2 separate regions of the Astyanax mexicanus genome follow, and region 1 is linked to region 2. Evidence: chromatin contacts called from public Hi-C data. All regions are on one chromosome and are shown on one strand. Each heading gives the region's core, a stretch centred on a gene start, on an enhancer-like site or on the middle of the called end of the contact. The rest is flanking DNA. Distances are from core to core; before and after follow the strand shown.

Region 1 (2,700 bases), core at 37-2,536, 150 kb before region 2:
AGGAAGTATCTTTGTCTGATATTAAAGTTTTACAGCACTGTAGGTCAGCTAAACTATCATACTTAAGCAAAAACCTACCCTGTACTGGTTAAAATCTCAACTGGTCAACCTACTTAACCAGTAATTTGCCTGACCAGCTCGAGCTGAGCTTTTCATCAGGGTTTCTGTTACTGGTACCGTCGTTTCCAGCATTTTCCACCACCACCTGATGGGGTCAGCCTTGTCTCTTTCTTTCTCTCTCTCTGTTTCTTTTTTCCTCTTTCCTCTGTATCTTTGAGTGATATTAAAATTTGACGGCACTATAGGTCAGCTAAACCATCACACTTCTCACATCTCAACTGACTAGCTTGAGCTGAGCTTTTCAGCAGGGTTTCTGTTACAGTTACAGTCCTTTTCAGCATCATTCCCACCACCACCTGCTGGAGGTCAATCTTCTCTCTCTCTCCTTTGTTTGGTGGCAAATGTGAGATTGTCCTTTGTGTTCTTTTTGGTCAGCAGTGGTTTTTACCTTGAAACCCCTTATTGATACATTTTCTTGGTTCTGGGTGCTTTTGTGACCTCCTGGATGCGTTGTCCATGCCCTTTTGGAGTAATTCTGGTATATTTGTCTGATATTAAAGTTTCACACCACTGTAGGTCAGCTAAACCATCAAACTTGAACAAAAACATACCCTGTACTGGTCAAAATCTCATGTTTTAGTGGGATTGCTGTAACAGTTACAGTCCTTTTCAGCATCATTTCCCACCACCACCTGCTGGGGTCAGTCTTGCCTCTTTCTTTCTATTTGTCTTTCTTTCTTTCTTTCTTTGTCTCTCTCTCTCCTCTTTGTTTGGTGGCAAATGTGAGCTAGTCCTTTGTGTTGTTTTTGGTCAGCAGTGTTTTTTTGACCTTCTATCCCTCCCATTGATAACATTTTTCTGGGATCTGGGTTGTTTTGTGACCTCCTGGATGAGTTGTCTATGCCCTTTTGGAGTAATTTTGGTATATGTGTCTAATATTAAAGTTTCACAGCACTATAGGTCAGCTAAATCATTAAACTTCAAAAAACAAAGCCTGTATTGGTCAAAATCTCAACTGACCAGCTTGAGCTGAGCTTTTCCGCGGGGTTTCTGTTACAGTTACAGGCATCATTTCCCACCACCACCTGCTGGGGTCAGTCTTGTCTCTATCTTTCTGTATCTCTGTCTCTCTCTCTGTCTCTCTCTCTCTCTCTCTCTCTCTCTCTCTCTCTCTCTCTCTCTCTCTCTCTCTCTCTCTCTCTCGCTGTTCTCTCTCTCTCTGAAACACACACTTCCACTTCAGACCCGGATGGATGACTTCACCGCTCCGCCTGGGTTCCCTTTATGATCGCGGGATCTCCCACATCCCACGGCAGACACACACGCGCACACACACACCGGCAGCAGCAGCGCGCGCACAGTCCTCTACTCTCCTCTGCTCTGCTCGCGCCGCGGATCCTGTTCCTCTCCAGACTGACAGCAGACAACAACCCAGCAGCAGCACGAGCTCCACTACCACCACCAGAAGCAGCAGCGCGAGCTCAAACACCAGCAGCGGGGCTCTACCAGACTCTCTAGAACCCTCTTTCACGCGCTTTTACGCACAGGCTCTTTCTCTCGCGCGCGCTCAGACCGGAGGATACGGTGCGCGCGTGTAACCGTCACTGTCAGCAACAGCAGCAGCAGTACCAGCCGCTCGCGAGTCCGCGCGCCATCATCATTATCATGTCCGAGGTGCTGCCGTACAGCGAGGGGAAGATGAGCGGCTACGGGCCGGACAATGACGTCAGCCAGATGTCCTTCAGCTGCGGGCTGCAGGACACGAGCGCGTTCTTCGGCGCGGGACAGGCCAAGAGACCCCCCAAACTCGGACAGATAGGAAGAGCCAAGAGAGGTGAGCGCGCGCCGCGGGCAGAAACACACACACACACACACACACACACACACATACACACACTTATAAACACACACAAACATACATAGATACATAGATACATAAACACACTTATGTTGCATGAGTGATGATGACATAATATAATCTATGTATATTTAATACTTAATATATTATATTTTCCTACTGACCCTTATACTCTTTCTTACACATATACATATATATATATATATATATATGTATATATTTGCAGAAATATAAATCGAGCTCAATGTATAGATATATAGATATTACTTATTATATATATATATATATATATATATATATATATATATATATATATATATATATATGTATTAGCACTTAACACTTAACATAATAAAACTATGAAATTTATCTGCTGCACCATTTAAGGTGGAACTGACTATTTCAAATTAGGAAGCCACATTATTATGCAATTATTATGCAAGAAGGAACATTTGCGTTTGCAACATTTAAGAATATATACTATATGCTGGAGAATATATATATATCTTTCATTTTGAAAGTCAGTGTGAAAATATTTGATTTGAGACCTGGTCCGTTTAACATGAGATTGACATCATGACATAATGGCAATAATGTGAAGGACAGCTGTTATGTTTATAAAGATTCATAAAGATATAGCACTCACTGTGGAATCACCAGAAATGATGATGAGATACATACATGTATATATGTTTCTGCATATACAATATATATATATATATATATATATATATATATATATATATATATATATATATATATATTCATATGCATAAAATGAG
Region 2 (2,700 bases), core at 140-2,639:
TCACTGACAGGGCACAGGAAAGGCACATAAAGTTTATAACTACATTGGTCGATCACCACAACAGTTAACTGTGGAGATTCAAAAGTGGCAACAATAAACGGGGAACTTCACCACTCACTGGCTAAGGGCTTTTAAATATAATGAGAAAACACTAAATTTATGGTTTGTTTAAACTTTTAGTTATATGATTTAGGCTACGTTCACATTACAAACCACACTGCTCAAATCTGATTTTTTTTTTGCTCAGATCGGATTTGACTATCTTGATGGTTCACATTCACAAATGTAAGTGACCTGTATCTGTGTGAGATGACTCATAGCTTTATAAAGGGAAATGGATGCATTAGCAGCTCATATGTGGAGCATCTTTTGCTGGAGTGGAGAGTAAACAGCTGGTCTGAAGTTCATGCTCAGGTTGAGGAGGTTAAAAAAAAGGCCAGGTGGTTTGCTTTTGCTGTTTTTGCAACTATAGCTGCACAGCTGCACCAAGAGATGCGTGTGCACTAGAAAAAGAAAAAAAAAAGCCTGAATTTGACCTTTCACATTCATGTCGCATGTCCATGGATCGGATACATATCCGATTTAAGAACACATATGAAAGTGACTCAAATATGATTTGAAAAAAAACAGATTTGGCATGTTCACACAGTCATGAAAAAATCAGATCTGAGCCACAATGACCAAAAAGTCAGATTTAGCACATTCACACTGCCACGAAAAAAAATCATATCTGGGCTACAATGAGCCAAAAACTAATTTGGCATGTGCAGTGTTATTAATATACTGATACACAGTGCTGTAGCGCCCCCTGTTGTTCCCACTCTATATATGCAGACATTACAAACACGCCACCTTGTTTAGTTTGTAGAGTTACAGAATAAAACACTAAACACACATCAGTGTCTCTCAGCCTATTAAAGCCCAGTATATACTGGATTAGACCAGTAAACAGTGATGTCAGTCAGACCGTCAGTAATGAATAATGTTAAAAACTCACCCAGCATCAGAATGGAGTCATATCTCCCCACATGCTGAACCAGGAGGTGCTGAAATCTGGAGAAATCCCCGAACCACTCGAAGCTCTCCTCAGTCTGATACCTGGTGTTCCAGTACTGCATATCTTTATACTCAGCGTTAGAGTGCGGTAAATACTCCATATCTATCATTAACAGAGACACTCTGTAGCTATAGCCTGTTAGCTGTGCGAGTTAATAGAGAATATTAATTTAAACACAGTGTGAGAGAGGCTGTGTTCTCTGATGGGCTGTGTCTATACAGCCACGTGCTCAGGGTTTTATACTGTTTGTAATATTAATAATAATTCACTGTAAACTCCACAAGCTGACCCAGACACACACACACTGATCCCAACAAACTCACGTGTGTGCGCCTCAGCTGAACATGACAATTTCAAATTAAGAGTCCTCGACGCTGCATGTAGTAAAATCGTCGGTTTAAAACTAATTTTTAATTAAATAAAAATTATGTATCGCAATTTTACTTTTATCAATAAACCTCCACCACTCCACATACCCTCACTCTACACCAATACCCTTGTAAAGCTGCATTTAAGGTAAATTAGAAACAGCAATAATTAATCCTTTAAAAAAATAGAAAAAATAAATAGCAATATAAATTTTCCAGATCATGATGCTTGCAAGCAGCAGAAAATAAATAATCATAACAAATAATTATTAATTATTGTTATTATTATTATTATTAATAATAATAATAATAAATAAATAAAATGCAACCTTATGTAATCATAAAATGTATTTGTAAACAGAAAACATATCTTCATTAATATGTAAATGTAATATATACTACTTAGCAATTTATTTTTATTTTTTCCCTTTTTTATTATTGTTTCCTTTATTTAAAGTTTTAGAAAAGTATGTATATACATTTTATATATATTATGTAACAGGATGCATAACTTCTAAAAAGTTTGTTGGTAAATATGAGATGGATCTTTGTGTTCTTTTTGGTCAGCAATGTTTTTTGCATTGGATTTTTTCCATTTTTGACCAGTCTATTTCTTATTATTTATTCATTAACACTGACCATAAGACCTTAAGACTCGTTGCCAGTTATTGGTTATGTTTGATTGCAGTTGTGCTGCCAATGGTGGCACAACCAATTTATTAGATTTATGGGGTGAACACTTTTTCACACAGGCTAATTGGTTTGGGTAGTTTTTCCCTTTATTGTGTTAAATTATCCTTTAAGTTTTTATATTTACTCAGGTTTTCTTTGTCTGATACTGTATTTACTCAAAAAGGAATATCTTGGCTAATATTTTCTGTTTTTATTTTGTGTTTTTAGCCTTTTACCTCCGTTCACCTCCATTCATTAAGGACTCACTCACAGGCTTCCTCTAGTGGTGTGCTGTCCTTACTGTACTGTACTGATATAACACTTTGCACTCTGTTTGGTGTTTAGTTTACTTTGAATTAAATAAAAAATGTAAAAATACTGTTTTTTATACAAACAATACTGTGAAACACACTCAGCTGTGCTTTGTGTGGGGAGAGTCAAATAAACTAATTCTTCAGTATAGAAATAAAGAAGTGTTGGATTAGTGAGGAATGAATTGGGTCAGTTAGCCCTCCTCACACTAAGAATGATCTCTCATAATGGTTTTGATAAGGCCATCAGATTGATTGGTCATTGACAGTAACTGGAAAGGCCATTTACACA

Evidence for each region. A called contact is a pair of places that touch in the nucleus more often than the background predicts.
Region 1: a contact with region 2 is called in a Hi-C map of muscle, with 17 times the contacts expected there. The contact joins the promoter of camk2n1a here to the promoter of ece2a in region 2. A contact is called at or near these places in 2 of 3 Hi-C or Micro-C datasets (both in muscle).

What each region holds. Positions count from the first base shown.
Region 1 is chr4:30,558,619-30,561,318 of AstMex3_surface, reverse strand. It overlaps camk2n1a (calcium/calmodulin-dependent protein kinase II inhibitor 1a), which reads left to right and starts at 1,286. Exons shown (of 2, transcript XM_007231617.4): 1 at 1,286-1,894. The coding sequence starts at 1,726.
Region 2 is chr4:30,405,014-30,407,713 of AstMex3_surface, reverse strand. ece2a (endothelin converting enzyme 2a) reads right to left here and starts at 1,389. Exons shown (of 3, transcript XM_022673148.2): 1 at 998-1,389. The coding sequence starts at 1,166.